Linked DNA regions of Mus musculus: regions 2 and 3 are each linked to region 1. Evidence: chromatin contacts called from public Micro-C data. All regions are on one chromosome and are shown on one strand. The core of a region is the stretch at or near the end of the contact, and the rest is flanking DNA. Distances in the headings are between cores, read along the strand shown. Region 1 holds the start of Prex1 (phosphatidylinositol-3,4,5-trisphosphate-dependent Rac exchange factor 1). Region 2 holds the start of Znfx1 (zinc finger, NFX1-type containing 1). Region 3 holds the start of Kcnb1 (potassium voltage gated channel, Shab-related subfamily, member 1).

Region 1 (3,246 bases), core at 578-3,077:
AGAAAAGCAGCCTGGGGTCCCCTGCTCTTGTACACGTGGGGAAACCGAGGTCAACACAGGAAGCAACGGTGTCCCAAGACACAATAATGTCTGTCTGGCTCATCTCAGAATGCCCCAGTCACACAACAATGGCTGTCCACAAACGACAGGTGTCCTGGGATGACATGAAAGTCAGAGAAAACTTTTCCCCCCCTGGTTTCTTTAATTCTAAGAATGTGGACTCTAATCAATTTCCATTATCCTAGCGGCCCCGTCTCCGTAGGGACGATTTAAAACCGCAGTCAACCTAGCACAACAGCCAGGGGCACACATGGGGGAGTGGGTTTTGTTTTTTTTCCCCCATTAATATAAAAACTAGTTTAGATTTCCTGTTTCTTTTTAAGGCTGAGCAGCTCAGTCACTGCGAGGGGGAAGTGAGGAGTTCCCTAGAATCTGTCATTGCTCAGCAATGCCAGAGTGGCTGCCTCTTTCATTTAGAAACTGCCAGCTTCAAGCCCTACCCGATTCTCTCTCTCTCTCTCTCTCTCTCTCTCTCTCTCTCTCTCTCTCTCTCTCTCCCCCACCCCCTTCTCAACTGTGAGAGAGGAAGAGATGGGAAAGAAAGCCAACCCTGTCTTATTCTCACAGGCCTTTCCAGAAGGATCCTTGGGCCAAAGGGCTTTCAATGCCTCCACACAGCGTCTTCCCCCCCCCCAACTTCGTACTCCCTCCTCCCTCAGTGGGAACCCCCCCCCCCGACCTCACACAGACTCCCCTGCATCCTTAAGCCATTGAGTGTTTCTTTTTCCCAGATGGAGAGAACTCCAGTGTGATTGGGGGTCTCTTGAAACACACACACACACACACACAAACGCACGCCTTCCTGAAGCAGGGTTAAGACTTCCTCCAACCCAAGAAGGGAGTTAAAGCGGCCCCAGCAGGAGGCACGGAGATTAAAGCCCTCAGGTCTCTAAGACCAGCCCTTCCCACCCCCTCCAGTTTTCTCACTTCCTAGGAGGGTAGGGAAGTGGCCCCTTCCTCATTCTCACTAGAGACACCAGGGCAACTACGTACCGGAGTTTAAAGCCCCCGCAGGGCTGCCCTGGGTCACCGCCCTGCATCCAACCCTACGACGTAGCCTGCAGAACTATCCAGAGCAAGGGACTCAACCTCTCTGGAGCCGAACTCTTCCCTGATCTTAAGGATCAGAAAATATAACCTACTGATGAGCCCGGTAACGGCACAGTCTGCTGATACCAGTGTAAGGTGCGTGGTACACAGACGCACTCGGACGCTGTTTTGCAGTCTAAGGCTTTGACTGTGCAATTCGAGCTGGGGCAAGGCTACGGAGCCCAGGGTCCCCGGTGCAGCTAAGGAGCCCCTACCCGGGCTTCTCCCTACACTGGCCCCCCAGCGGGGCGGCCCCGGGCAGCGGCCGCGCGGATGTAACCATTTCAAACTATGCACAAGGCGGGGAGCCACAGACAAAAGCGCAACGCGGGCCGGCCGGCCACAGGTGGCGGGAGCTCACCGACTGCAGGAAACGCAAGGTGCCCACGTAGTCGCGCTCGGTGCCCAGGATCTCGTTGAGTACGCACAGACGGAGGCGCAGCTGGCGCTCCGAGTCGCGGGCGGCCGCGCACGGCCCGGAGACGGGGCCGCGAGCATCGGGATGCGCACCGTCCCCGCCTGGGTCCCCGCCGCCGTCACCACCACCGCTGCCGGGTGCCTCCATAGCCGCGCGGCGCCCGAACTTCCCGCGCCGAGGTCGCGCCGCGGCTTAGGCGTCCGGGCTCCGCATCCCGGACAGGCGCCGCTCAGCGGGCCCGGGGCAGGCGGAGCGGGGGCGGGACCTGGGCGGGGTCATGGTGTATGGGCGGGGCCTTGGTAGAGAGGGCTGAGCGATGGGCGGGGAAGGAGGCGGGGTCAATCTGCTAGTGGGCGGGGATCTTTGTAGAAAATGGACGGGGTGGGGCGGCACCTCATGCGGAAACTGGGCGGGGACTAATGGAGAATGGACTGAGCTGGGGCGGAGTCTGGTGGGATTGGGCGGGGATTGGGCGGAGCCCCCTCCCGGCTTCCAGGGAGCGTCGGCCAAGAGCCGGTTCGTGCGCGCGCCGCACAGTCAGAGTTTGGGGCTGGAAATGCGTCGCCCCAGACCCCAGTCAGGTCGTGGTTCTGCTGAGTCTGTAGGCCAAGACCCATTCAGCAGTTCTGCAAGAGCAGCTCGCGCCATCCACCCGTAAGGAGTGCCCCGTGGGTGATCTGCTGGAGCCGGATCAGCGACCACCACGCGCATCTCCTGACGCCCGGAAGAGCAGCTCGACGCCCCCACCAACACGGCCGCTCATGCCCTCGGCTTACGGTGACCTTGGAAGAACTCTAGCTGCATCTTTGTCCTTACTTCTGTTTCTCTTTCCGTCGGAGCTCTGCGCCTACTGTCCCAGCGCTCCCCATCCCTAAGCAAAGGTGCCCACTTGGACGAGACCGTTGCAGGAAGCCGCCCTCGTACCCACCAGAGATAAAGCCAAAATGGGAATTTTGCTGCCAGCCGACAGGCTGTTCTGTGTGACCTTGATCTTTCAAACGTTCAGTTAACGTGCTAACCCCCCTTTACCCTCGAGAGGCATTGGGACCCGAGTCAGCCTCTGGGGTTCAGCCCCTCATTGATGACCTTGGTCAGCACCCCCATCCCACCTAAAGCTCCTCCGTTTGCCTCACAGTACAAGGGGAAGAACAGTAACACCTAACTCTTAGGGACCAGCATACGGCTGAGCCATAGTCCCTGGAAAGTGATTTTAACACCCTAGAAAGTCTTATCTTCGTTCTTAATTATTCCTGCCTTTGTCAACTGCCCTCTTGACCGGGCCTCTGAACTGCTTGTTCAATCCCTACCTGCCCCGCCTCAGATCTATTATCTCCTATGGAGTCAGTCCCTGTTTCACAAAATAGCCTCTGTGGAGTGTCATCATTTCTGGGGCAGGAGCACTGTCCTCTATTTACTTCCCTTCAAGATGCCTAGAATAGTTCTCTGGGGCCTTGAAGTAAAACAGTCTTTTGCACAAGGATAGAGGAGAGACTGTGGTAGCTCCTGCTACCCCTGGCCCTGTTCCTTTGGGGCCTAGGGCACCGTGACATTTGATGTGGGCAAGGTATCCTAGGTAAATGGATGTAAAAGGGTGAGCCCATCAGGTATTGGTCATGGAGTGAGTGTTTCCAAAGAATCATTATCTTCTTGTTTCTGAGCTTTCCAGACATAACACTGCT
Region 2 (2,862 bases), core at 87-2,586, 350 kb after region 1:
GGGAGCAGAGGCAGGACAACTACGCACAGGGGATGACTGGGTGCTGAGATGAAGGGGCACTAGAGGTGGGGTGTGATCAGGGTGGTGACAGATGAACTGAAGAGAGTCGAAGCAGGTAATGGCAGTGCCCGCGGCTCAGGATACGCTGGGTACTGAGGGAGGAGACACCGACTCTGGAGGTGATGGGGGCTGCTAAGGAGAGGAGACAGGGACTCTGGGGAGTGATGGTGAGGCTAATGGAAGGGAACAGGGATTTAGGGGTGATGGGGCTGCTGAGGAGAGGAAACAGGGACTGGGAAATGGGGCTGCTGATAACCAGGTAGACTTAACTCAGGGAACGATGGAGGGTGACGGTGGAGGTGGGAGGACAGGACTCTGGGGGTGGTAAGGAGTGGAAAAAGATCCTAGGGGTGATGGGAGATTCCAAATACTCCGGAGATGATAGGGGAACTGAGGGACTCTGGGGGCTATAGGGAAACTAAGAGAAAGGGGCAGGGACTCTGGGGGCTATAGGGAAACTGAAGAAGCAGACAGGGACTTCGGGGACTATAGGGGGGGCTGAGAGAAAGAGAACAGGGACTCCGGAGGCTACAGGATAATTGAGGGAAGAGGACAGGGACTCCGGAGGCTACAGGATAATTGAGGGAAGGGGACAGGGACTCCGGGGGTATAGGGAAACTGAGGGAAAGGGACAGGGACTCTGGAGGCTATAGGAAAACTAAGGGAAGGGGACATGGACTCTGGGGACTATAGGAGAACTGAGGGAAGGGGACAGGGACTCCGGGGGTGGTGGGGGCGCTGAGTGGGGCAGATAGGGACTCCAAGGCTAACCTGACACCCGGCCGGAGGCAGAGCGGGACGCCGGCGGTCGCAGCGCCGCAGAAGCAGGTGCGTGATAGGGCGGAGGCCACTCACCGGCTCGGGCGCGTCCTCCGCAGGGCTAGAGCTCAGCCCCGGCCCTGGCAGGTCGCGGCCCCGCCCGGCACCGCGAACTTTCGGTTTCCAGTCCCTGCAGCCCCTGGGCGGGGCGAGTAGCCTAGTGGGCGGCCCGGAGGAAGAGGAGGCCGCGCAGGACGAGGAGGCGGTGCCGCGGGCTCCAGCGAGAGGCCGGGCTCGCCTGCGCCCCCGCCCTCGGGGCGGGCGGAAGGGCGGCGTCGCCTCAGCGCCCGCGGTAGCGGCGGCGGCTGGACTGGCGGCTCCCCGCGGGCGCGGCGGAGGGGAGGGCGCGGCGGGGGGCGGGTTGACTGCGCCCCGGGCGGCCGCAGGTCTCGGCTGGCCCCGGAGCCAGGGGGACGCGGCGGGCGGCTCGTGCGTGCCAAGCGCGACATGGCGCGGAAGCCGAGAAGCCCCGGAGGCCCAGTGAGCACGGGGAGGGGCTAGACACTGGCTGGACAACCATTAGCTAGCTGGGGCCGGGCGGCTCGGGGACTACATTTCCCAGGACGCCAAGCGGTCGCGCCCGGAAGCGACGCGCCATGGGCACAGTGCGCAGGCGCACGCGCCGCCAAGGTCTATATAAGGAAGGTTCGCCGCCGCTCTCGTCCTTTCGTTCCGGCGGCTCCTAGAGCGTTTGCTTTGTTCCCGATATGTCTCGTCCCTCCGGGGTTAACTTGCAGATGGTGAGTTGAGTCCACACAGCACAAGTTTTTTTTTTGTTAACCTCTTATCAAGTTTAGTCGCTGTAACCGCTCCTAGTCTCCAAGTGTTGCTTATGGAGCGCGATCCCCAGGTTGACCTTCGAAGACGTGATTCAAGTGGAAAAGACGCCTTCTGCTTTGGCCTGGGAAGCTTTTTGCTGGTGTAAATGATGAACTCACTTTTTTCCCCGTCATATCGACAGTGCTGATGTTTTAAAACATTTGCCAGTTTGTCCTGATAAACACCAGCCTTCGAGGACCCTGGTCTTCTTTGTTCCTGGTCGAGGATATAGGTGGTGATGGACGCTTTTGTTTTGTAGGTTGACCTGACCAAGCAGGACAGCATGGAGGTTGGAGGGAGAGAAGGGCATCGAGGGAGATGAGAACTCACCTACCATCTGAAAGTCTTAAGGTATGCATTCGTCTAGTGGCCTAAAGTGGCAATCACGTGCTTTGAAGAGCCTTTAAGTGGGCAGTGATAGGGAATTTGATGCAAGAGTTACTGCTGAGGTTCGTTGTTTTAAAAGCCCCGAGGATTGAGCCTTATTATCAAAGTATACTAAAGTCTTTTAATTGTGTATCTGTACATACTGACACAGGAGATGCAGAGCCCTGTTGTTATTTAAAGTGTCCTGGTAGAACTGCCTGAGAAAAGGACTGATTAAGAAAATGGTCCCATTGAGATTAGTCTGTAACACATTTTCTTGGCTGTTGATATGGGAGCATTCAGCAGTTTGTGGGTGCAGTGTCTGAGCCGGGTTGAGATTTCTTTTGTATATGCGTGGTATTTAGAAAGGCAATGAAACATGTCTGCTAAAGTATTTGCAGGCTAGTGCTTTTCAAGATGTGACAATGGCTATCCTCCATTACTGTATTCTGATATCCACCCTGACCCACTCAGATAAAAATGTGAATATGCCCTAAATCAAGTAGGCCCGAGAAATGGCTTAGCAGTTAAGAGCACTGATGGCTCTTTCGAGGGGTCCTGAGTTAAATTTCTAGCAACCACATGGTGGCTCACAACCATCTATAATGGGGTCTGGTGCCCTCTTATGGTGTCTCTGAAGAGAACAATGGTGGTGTACTCGTGCATAAAATATATGAATAAATCTTACTCTTAAAAAAAGTAGGCCCGGGCTGGAGAGATGGCTCAGTGGGTAAGAGCACCCGACTGCTCTTCCGAAGGTCCAGAGTTCAAATCCCAGCAACCACATGGTGGCTCACA
Region 3 (3,141 bases), core at 170-2,669, 470 kb after region 1:
CAAGCCTCTGCTGGTCCCCAAGGCTGGCTGCCTCCTGTGCCCAGCAGCCCACCCTGTGTGAACAAGTTCACCCTGCCTCTTTCCCCAGGCCTATTTTCTGCTCTGATTTGGAAATTTACATCTTCCTCCAACAGCCAAGTGCAAACTGCACCACACAGCAAGTACATAAACAAGGAGCCAGCCTGGTCCTCTCACCCGCTGTCCCGAGCCTTGGGGCAGACCTGTCCTTACCACTAGCCTTCCCTGTCTTTTGTCATCTCTTAAAATACCTGTGGGTGCCTCAGCCTCTGCCAGGCGTGTCGGTAGGCTGTGTTTATACCCTTCCTTATGAGCAGAGTGGGGTTATAATTCAGGGCTAGATGTTACATCTGCAGGGCAGGCTATTCTAGTATGTATCCAGGCCTGGAGGCACCAAGACTATCCAGCAAAGCTCGACTCTGTTCTCACCAAGGCCGTAGCATTTTAGAGTTTTATAAACCATTTCCCCCCAACAAAGTAGGGGTACACCGTACTGAATCACATGGGAAGGGTGCCTCTTAAGAGTAGTAGTCCTTGGAGAACTCGCTTGGAGCCCCTGCCTTTTAACCGGTATACTCATCGTGAGGAGCCAGGAGCCTCTGTGTAGGCCTCCATGGGGGGAAACAGACTCCAGACTCACCTTGGCGGCCACCGATGAGTTGGGCTTCTCCAGCAGGTCCCAAAGTTTCTTCCTCTTCTCAGCACAGCACGTGTTGTCGAACTCCTCGCCCTCCCGCTCCCGCAGCGTCTCAGCCTCCCGCTTCAGCTCCTCGTTCATCTGCTCCTTCTTTTGGTGGTAGCGGGCCTGGCAGCAGGACTCCAGGTAGATCTCATCGATGCCCCAGTAGTCCAGCTCCTGGCTGAAGCTCAGCGCGCACATCTCCTCCATCATGTGCAGCCGGCCGGTGCGGTAGAAATTGAGAATAGAGGTGAAGGCGCCAGGGTGGCGGTCGAAGAAGTACTCGTTGTCCTCGAGGCTGTAGTCGTCGCACACCTGGAGCAGAGAGTCGTGCGTGTTGCAGTCCCGGAGCTTGCCCAGCCGCGTGCGAGGCAGGCGGTCCAGAGTGCGCCACAGCACCTCGTGCGCCAGGCCCCCGACGTTGAGGCGCACCCGGCGCGAGCACGCCTTGCTGCGCACGATCTCCATGGGCTCGGGCGGCAGCGAGCTGGTGGAGCGCGAGCCATGCTTCGTCATGCCCGCCGGCATCGCTGGTCTGGCCGCCCCCGCCCCCCCTGCCCCCCCAGGCCGCTGTCACTCGACGGCAAGGCCCGCTGCCGCGGGGGCGGGGGGCGGGGAGCTCTGCAGGCCGCTGTGGTGCAGGGGTGCGCGAGGGCGGGCGTCGCGGCTACCGTCTCACCTCCATCCCGACGGCTGCGAGGCAGAAAGCGAAAGCGGACACGGGTCAGCGAACCGTACTGTGAGGCCCCTCCCCCAGGGTCCCCTACCGGCCTTGACCTTCCCAAGGCTTAAGCGGCTCAGGGGAGTTGGGGGGCGGGGGGGGGGGAAGGGAGGACGGATGGCTGCTGTTCCTCCCGCCGGTGCTGAAGTCAGCCCCACCCCAGGACGAAGGGAGGGGTGGCCCTCCAGGCGGGAGAGGCCCCCAGGAGGCTCCCAGGAAGCCCCACCCCCGCCCTGGCGCAATCCGGCCGCCCGGGGCGCTGTCCGTCCCGTCGAGTGCTGAAACTCCCTGCTCTCGGGCTGGAGAGCCCAACCTGGCCCCCGCAATTGGGAGGCAAGGGAGAGGCAGGGAGAACTTTCTTTCTCTCTTTAGTGAGTTCTCATCTCCTCCCACCCCAAGATAGTCAAGATTTTGGGTGGGAGCATAACGATGGCATTGGGCTTGCTTTTTCTAAATCTTAGAAGATTTTGGGCCGAGTGAGGACTGTGGAGGCTACCAGATGCCCACCTGTCGGAGGCCACCAGGCTGCCCTGTCCTGGGGCGACCCCACTCCTCACAACACCAGGACCCGAGACCGCTCCGGAGACCAGGTGAGGGTCGAAGGAGCCAAGCCAGCGGGGTCTGCACCTCCTTGTGCGCCCCCTCCCCACTCTAGCGCAGGAGGGGCGCGGAGTCCTCGGGATCCGCCTGCTCGGTGCTCCCCTCCTGCCCCTCCTCCTCTCTTTCTCCTCCTCCCCCTCCTCCCGCTCCTCCTCCTCGCTCCTCCCGGCGATGGCTTTTTATAACTCCGGGTTCTGCGCCTTTGCCCGGGCTCGGAAGAGAAGGGGTGGGGGAGGTGGGAGGCGGGGAAACCAGCGGAATCTTCTGGCCTTTCGGAGCGTGCCCTCCTCCCGCCACGCACCGGTGATTTCGGGGGGTTCCCGGGCCCTACAGCCCGCGGGGCACACGCCCCGCCCCCAGCCCCGGGGTGGGCCCGCGCCACCCCCCTACCCCGCCACACTCACCCCCAGGGTGGCCGCCTCCCGGGGCCGCGCCGCGCGCATCTCGCCGGCCGCCCGCCCGCGCCCCCGCCCGCGGCAGCGGCGGTCCCGGGGCCGGGCTAGGCCTACCCGGGCCGGCCGGGCGGGCGGGAGGGCGGCGCCGGGGCTGCGGGGCGCGGGCGGGGCGCTCTGCGGGGCGCAGGGACGGCGCGGCCCGGGCGATCGGCGGCGCCTCCGCCTCCACCTCGGGCTCCGGCTCGGCTCGGCGGCGGCCGCGGCTGCCTGCGCGAGATCAACAAGTCGGGCTGAGCTTCGGCTCCGCGCTCGCCGCGATTCTGTCCCGCACTTCGGAGCGCGGCGAGTGGCACCGAGGCGGGACGGCGCCACCTGCGGGTCGGAAACGCGCGCGGCTTAACCCCTCCGTGCCCGGCCCGGCCCTGGCTCAGGCCGCGGGGCCCACCCGGGCTGCTTGACTGCGTCCTGGCCACCACGAGGCTGAGCGCCTACTGCATGCATGCGCTGCACGTAGGACGGGCGTGGGAGATACAGTTGCGAAGCCAACTAGCCTCTGGGTCGCCGGGCTCCCTGGAGAGCGACTGTAAACAGAATTGGAAGACTATGTCAGACAGGCTAGAAGCTGGGAGGATGGGAAAGCTGGAGAAGGCAGGTGGCAATTTTAAATAGCCCTTGCTTTGATTCCATTCCAGATTCTACAAAATCAAATTCTAGATTCTGGAGGAAGG

Evidence for each region. Hi-C and Micro-C count contacts between places; a contact is called where the count stands out from the background.
Region 2: a contact with region 1 is called in a Micro-C map of embryonic stem cells, with 2.6 times the contacts expected there. The contact joins the promoter of Znfx1 here to the promoter of Prex1 in region 1. A contact is called at or near these places in 3 of 39 promoter capture datasets (erythroid cells, liver and pre-B cells), 1 of 484 Hi-C or Micro-C datasets (embryonic stem cells) and 1 of 115 datasets of contacts at active chromatin or transcription factors (memory CD8 T cells).
Region 3: a contact with region 1 is called in a Micro-C map of embryonic stem cells, with 4 times the contacts expected there. The contact joins the promoter of Kcnb1 here to the promoter of Prex1 in region 1. A contact is called at or near these places in 2 of 39 promoter capture datasets (liver and pre-B cells) and 1 of 484 Hi-C or Micro-C datasets (embryonic stem cells).

Annotation. Positions count from the first base shown.
Region 1 is chr2:166,712,005-166,715,250 of GRCm38.p6, forward strand. It overlaps Prex1 (phosphatidylinositol-3,4,5-trisphosphate-dependent Rac exchange factor 1), which reads right to left and starts at 1,828. Exons shown (of 40, transcript NM_177782.3): 1 at 1,511-1,828. The coding sequence starts at 1,714. It overlaps Gm46777 (a long non-coding RNA gene), which reads left to right and starts at 1,825. Exons shown (of 3, transcript XR_001783555.2): 1 at 1,825-3,246.
Region 2 is chr2:167,061,679-167,064,540 of GRCm38.p6, forward strand. It overlaps Znfx1 (zinc finger, NFX1-type containing 1), which reads right to left and starts at 1,337. Exons shown (of 14, transcript NM_001033196.2): 1 at 832-1,337. It overlaps Zfas1 (zinc finger, NFX1-type containing 1, antisense RNA 1), which reads left to right and starts at 1,256. Exons shown (of 5, transcript NR_138563.1): 1 at 1,256-1,619; 2 at 1,958-2,049. LOC115486178 (a small nucleolar RNA gene) reads left to right here and starts at 1,795; the gene lies at 1,795-1,887.
Region 3 is chr2:167,187,399-167,190,539 of GRCm38.p6, forward strand. It overlaps Kcnb1 (potassium voltage gated channel, Shab-related subfamily, member 1), which reads right to left and starts at 1,420. Exons shown (of 2, transcript NM_008420.4): 1 at 659-1,420. The coding sequence starts at 1,225. It also overlaps a transcript of 1110018N20Rik not described here.